Regions from separate parts of the Mus musculus genome. Here region 2 is linked to region 1. Evidence: chromatin contacts called from public HiChIP or PLAC-seq data. All regions are on one chromosome and are shown on one strand. The core of a region is the stretch at or near the end of the contact, and the rest is flanking DNA. Distances in the headings are between cores, read along the strand shown.

Region 1 (3,018 bases), core at 157-2,656:
AGTTTCCTGTCTTTGTCCAAATAATAGATAACTTTATTTTCACCCTTTACCTGGCTTTTACAATTTCCTTGTGGACCTGCCTGATCTGACATTAGACTCACATAATTCTGCTCTTACACACATTCTAAGCCCCAAGCTTTGAATACTTACATGCCCATACATTTTTCTTTCTGAAAAAAAATAGAAATATATGAAAAGAAAAAAACAGCCACCAAACCCAGACACTATTGCATATGCCAGCAAGAGTTTGCTGAAAGGACCCTGAAATAGCTGTTTCGTGTGAGGCTATGCTAGTGCCTGGCAAATACAGAAGTGGATGCTCACAGTCATCTATAGGATGGAACACAGGGCCCCCAGTGGAGGAGCTAGAGAAAGCACCCAAGGAGCTCAAGGGGTCTGAAACCCTATAGGTGGAACAACAATATGAACTAACCAGTACCCCCAGAGCTCGTAACTCTAGCTGGGTATGTAGCACAAGATGGCCTAGTTGGTCATCATTGGGAAGAGAGGCCCCTAGGTCTTGCAAACTTTATATGCCCCAGTACAGGGGAACACCAGGGCCAAGAAGTGGGAGTGGGTGGGTTGGGGAGCCGGACAGGGGGAGGATATAGGGGACTTTTGGGATAGCATTTGAAATGTAAATAAAGAAAATATCTAATTAAAACAAAAAGAAAAGAAGAAAAATCCATGATATATTCTTCAAAATTAATCTTTAATTTTGTTTCTAGACTTTGTAAATTTGTTTCTAGACTGCCCAGAGTATAGGTGTGTCATCCTTTACCTGGGAGGTCCTGCAGGCTTGGGCATCCAGGCATTCTCTCATTCACATGTGTTCTGGCTTACATGACAGCGAGATGGACATCTTAACGGGTGAACATCTGGGCTCAGCTTGACTTTATTCCTCAAGTTAACCCTTAGAAGCACAGCCATAGGACCAATGTGTATCCACTTTCCAAAGGATTCTGGCACCTACTGTCAAATCGTCTTTCATAAACTAATTTTCCTTAATATGCCATTCCCCTTTTTATTTCTTTATCCAAGAATTTACAAGAAACATTTTCCTATGGCTGAATGATGCTGGAATTCAGGAACCCTCATAAACTGCTCACAGCTCTTCTTTTAATGTGTGTTTCCTACCAAACCCTAGAAACATCTTTTCTGACATTCCCAACATTCTACTAGTTTCTCCATGGGGCTTTTGTTTATGCTCTTCTGGGTCCTCAAGAGCTCTGATGTTGCTCTTGCTCGGCATGATTGTTTCCTTCTCCAAATTCCTGTTGAACTCACAGGCTTTTCCAGAGTTTCATCTGGGTTAATGATGTTTACCAAGCTAGACAGAGACACCTTGAGCAAATGCCAAGACTACTGTACTGAACACTAATATTCCAGAAAGGGAAGTGAGTCTCCCAGCCTGCCAGCATGACTCCATTATGATTAAGCATATCTGATTAATATCGTTTCCTCTCTTGAAGAGCTAGCTAGGCAGCTGGATTAAAGGGGAAAAGGAAGACAATTAATATCTATATGGAAAATTTTTCGTTAATTTTTTTTAGATCTCTCTCTCTCACACATACACACATACACACACAGAGAGAGATACACACACACACAGACACAGCTCCCAGGCAATCTGCTAAACTCTTCATGAATACAAACTCATATTTATTACACATTAGAAGGCCTTGATTATTCACGGTGAGAAAACTGGAACAGAACTGTTCGCAGGTTAGTGACTCGTCCGTAACTCAGCAGTAGAACTGGAATTTGAACCCAGGTTGGATGGTTCTGTAAATAACAGACACAATCACTGTGTTCTGCTGACCAACTCAGTTGTTAATGTAATCCCATAAGCATTTATAATAATCCTAGGAGTCAGAAAATTCTTTTTAAGCTGTTTATAAGAAATTTAAGAATGGAAGACATTAAGATTTTTATGTGAGTTACAACAGAAAGCAAGCCGTGGTGTTAGTTGGGACCCAAACCTAGAATATTCAACTCAAAATCTACTATAGTCTTAGTGTATATTCAGGGACTTGCCTAGCTATCATGTAAAAAGTAATGACTCTGAGCCATTAGACAGAGATGTATGATGTCCATTAGGCAGATAAATGACCGTGCCCAAGGAATATTGATTAGTTGACTGTCATCTCTGCATTGAAGATGATTTCTAATGCAGTGACCCTGAACTCTAGTAGAAGCCCTGTCCTGACTATAGAAGGCTAGATCATCTATATCTAGTCTGTATCTATGTGGATTTAGTTTGATCTATATGTATCTCAGAGGGTTCAAGCTAAGTATCTAAGCCTGGGCTCAGAAGATGGACTCTCATGTTGCAATTTTTTAGCATCTGCTGAATGCCAAAGTCATAGACAAAGAAATGAGAATGATGTCAGAACTAACCTACTATTTATGTCTTGGACTCATTAAACCAAGATCAATCTTGACAGTTACAGAGAGACTCCTGGCATTCAGAGCCCATAAGGACAGTCTGTTCATAGGGAATTCTGATGCAGATTCATATAATCCCAATGTTAGCAGAGGTTCCAATGGCTTTGCTTTCCCATAATATTTCAAAACAATATCTGAATAGTCTATAAGGGAATAAACCTATAAGAACTGTAAATGTCACAAACCTACCGAAAGTACATGAAAATTTAAAAGTGACACATAAAGGGGCTCTCTGTTCATTCCATGGTAGTATAAAATAAAATAAAACCTTGACAAAGTAGAAAATAAAGGCTATGTTATTGTGTCGGAGAGAGGCCTGCCCTACCTGTGTCACCACTGGATGCTTCTCTGCTGTAGATAGATGGCCGTTTGTCAGGAGGGGGATGTTATAGACACTTGCAGGCACTGACAGGGAATCAGATTCATGGAGCTCTGGGGTTTCTTTCAGTCTCAACATTCTAGGAAACCCAATTTCAAGAAGATGCTAAATTGGAGGGAGGTAGATGAAGACAGACTTTTAAAAAAATTATATATTATTATTTACATGAGTACACTGTTGCTATCTTCAGA
Region 2 (3,018 bases), core at 158-2,657, 300 kb before region 1:
CTCGGGATTACCAACAGGGAAGCAGACAAACTAGCAGAGAGGACTGATATCTGCCCAACTGTCGTTTTTAAAGGCTTATTATAAATATAAATGTTTTGTGTCTTTTATTTGGGAACTAAGTCTCAGGTGTGGTAGAAACCCCCAAATAATATTTACCGCAATACCTCATTCTACAGATAGGGAAACTGAGGCTCAGAGTGGCCCTTGGAGCTTGCTTTGTAGATAAGTGTCATGCCACACGAGTTAGTATCAATGAAAAGTAATGTAATGCAACATACTTACATTTGTTATAGCTGCTAACATTAGCTGAATGTGGCTATAGATCAGCACCTTCTTATCCTCTCCGCACAACCAATTAACAGGTCCACACGGGACTGAAACTCTCATCTCTCATCTCTTAGACAGAGACTTATAGACTACAGCTCCCCCACCCCCTACCCCACTGTTAAATTTAGCTCACAATTTGTTTTATAAATAAAGTTTTAATAGAATACAGCCACACTGTTGGTTATCTGCTTGTGCGTGATTGTTTCTACACTAGAGGTGGAATCAGGTAGGGGCAAACAAAATAAAACACTAAAACAAACCATCTCTCCTCCCAAGCCTGCGGTATTGCGAGCAAAGTTGCCGATGATTATCTGCCGCTCCGCAGAACATGCTTGCAGCTTATTGTCCTGTTACATCTTCAAATGCTGAGATCGTGCCTTACTAATTTCTTTTCTAAGATGAGGGTCTCACATACTTGGCTGCTGAATTCCAACTTTCTCTGTGGCTGAGGACTGTCTCCACCTTCTGATCCTCCTGCCTCTGCCTCCAGAGTGTTGGGATTACAGGAATGAGTCACTGGGCCTAGAATGCCTTACCGATTTCTTTATTACATTCAGATGAGTACGATCCTAGTCATGAAAACGTAGGTCAATAAGCCCTAGAGGAGGACACTCCTGTGTTCTTTCCCTCACAATACTGGTACCGTGACTGAGCCTTCCCGTATTTGATGAATCAGCTTGTCTTCTTTTTCAAACACAGACAACCTGAAAGGGCCATCAGAGGCTCAACCCTGAGCAGTCAAGACAGCGTCTGGGAAGAAGAGATGCTAAGAGATGCTAAGAAGAGATGCATCAAAGGGCCAGGTTTCTCATCTGTCTAAATGCCATAGCTGTCTCAAGTACTTCCCTGAAGCACAGAGGATGCTGGGGACGTCCCTGTGAACACTTGGAACCTGGCTGTTTACTCTAAGTGTCTGTAGCAACTGGTGCTTCCCTGCTTCTTATTGCTCTACAGTCAACCCGCAGCACAATCTGTCAGTACAAGAATCCCAGTGGCTGGGGATCATCTGTGGAGGCTGCACCGTCCGTAGCTGAGAGGAGTAGTGTACACACAGGGCAGGAAGCAGCTGGCCCTGCCCTTTCCCACATGCAAATATCACAAATGGCAGATGTTAATACTGGCACCACTCCAGGATGGGATCTTGGAAGTGGAAGCTGATGTCTGTCAAAACAGAGGCCCTGGCCACAAGGGTATAGTAGGAGGCTGCTCCCCTGTCATGGGTGCTCTTGGCCTGTATTCCCTGCTGGGACTCACATGGCATCAGTTTTCATTATTACATCAGGGCATGTGCTGCTGACGGAACATGCTAAGGACTCTTAGGATACAGACAGGACTCAGCCAAGGTGGAAAGCCACAGAAAAGCTACCCACAGTGATCAAACGGTCATGGTTAAGGGAGGAGAGGAAGAAGACACTGGTCCTCTTCCTGAGCACAGAAGGTCTCTCTGGGTAGTGCCACTATGCAAAGCAACCCATTTAAGGTGAAGACAAATACTGCTTAGTTGGGGTTCAGGTAAAAATTTCAGTCTTCAGGGTCAAAGCAGAAGGATGGAGAATTCAAAGCCAGCTATATAGTGACTCTCTCAAAAAGAAAAAGAAAAATGCTTAGATTCTTAGGAGCCAGATTTGGGTGTAATCCACACTAACCAGAATATCATGTGAATATGAGAGAGAGAAAGAGCACAGAAACAGGAAGGAAAGTGGTAGTTTGCATAGTTTGCCTGAGAAGTGTCCCCCCACAGTTTGGGGCATTGGAGCACTTGGTTCTCAGTTGGTGGCACACTGTTTGGAAAGGTTTAGATGATATAGCCTTGCTGGAGGAAGTATGACATTGGGGGCAGGCTTTGAGATTAAAAGCCTCACACCCATTCAAATCCATTTTCTTTGCTTTGTGTTCGCTGATTGAAGATGTGAGCCTTCAGCTTCCTGCTCCTGCCATCAAGCCTGCCTCTTGCTGCTATGCCTTCTTACCATGACAGACTCTTATCCGACTGGAAGCCCAAATTAGCCCTTCCCTCTATAAACTGCCTTTGTTGTGGTGTTTTATCAGCAACAGAAACATAATTAACACACACTTGAACTTACACTGGAATCAGGAACACCCCTCACCCCCAATTTTTGGCTTGATAGATGCGACTGCCTAGGAACAACCTCTCTCCCCGCCCCACCTCCCAAGTTTCTGGTTTGATAAATCTGGGGTATGATTTCCTAATAAATTCCTTGTGCCTGCTGTTGAGTTGGAGACCACATTTTGAGGCCCACCGTTCTAAAATCTTCTATTCAAGATTACTGGTTAACAGAGACATCAGCTAGTGCCTGATTAGGAAGCAGAGTTGAGAGCCCAGTCCAGGCCTGAGGAATGAGTCTGTGATGTAATTCTTGTCACTGAAGAGTGAATGACACTCTTAAAGAGACCACTGTTGCCTAGCGTACCTTCCAGTGTACAAGGAAGAAACAAGGCCAAAGAGATAGCAGATCTGAAGCAGGGAAGAAAACCCCTTGGGTTGAGGACATAACTGAGCAGCAGAAACAACTGGCTGATGTGTGCTAAGGCCCAGAGTTTAATCCCAAGCAACATAACACAGGGGGACCTACCTTGGCGTGGCTGTAGATATCCACACAGTTGTCAGTATTGATGCTTTTTGCACAGATAATCTCACAGTGTCGCTGCAGAGCCTCCAGCTGGAAAAAT

Evidence for each region. HiChIP or PLAC-seq counts read pairs in DNA pulled down with a chosen protein or histone mark.
Region 2: a contact with region 1 is called in a FOXA1 HiChIP or PLAC-seq map of pancreatic cancer cells. The contact joins two enhancer-like sites. A contact is called at or near these places in 1 of 15 datasets of contacts at CTCF or cohesin (embryonic stem cells), 8 of 484 Hi-C or Micro-C datasets (embryonic stem cells, primordial germ cells and stem cell-derived neural progenitor cells), 2 of 115 datasets of contacts at active chromatin or transcription factors (embryonic stem cells and pancreatic cancer cells) and 1 of 9 other capture datasets (embryonic stem cells).

The regions. Positions count from the first base shown.
Region 1 is chr10:85,349,644-85,352,661 of GRCm38.p6, reverse strand. No RefSeq gene overlaps it. Among named protein-coding and RNA genes, the nearest start is that of Gm34712, 3.6 kb to the right of the region's middle. Within about 2 kb of position 1,406, at least 12 of the 459 cell types and tissues checked have an H3K27ac peak or open chromatin away from gene starts, as enhancers often do. A contact at or near this core is called in pancreatic cancer cells, where this site is marked.
Region 2 is chr10:85,654,495-85,657,512 of GRCm38.p6, reverse strand. It overlaps Btbd11 (BTB (POZ) domain containing 11), which reads right to left. Exons shown (of 17, transcript NM_028709.2): 16 at 2,922-3,018. Among named protein-coding and RNA genes, the nearest start is that of Gm6713, 55 kb to the left of the region's middle. Within about 2 kb of position 1,407, at least 26 of the 459 cell types and tissues checked have an H3K27ac peak or open chromatin away from gene starts, as enhancers often do. A contact at or near this core is called in pancreatic cancer cells, where this site is marked.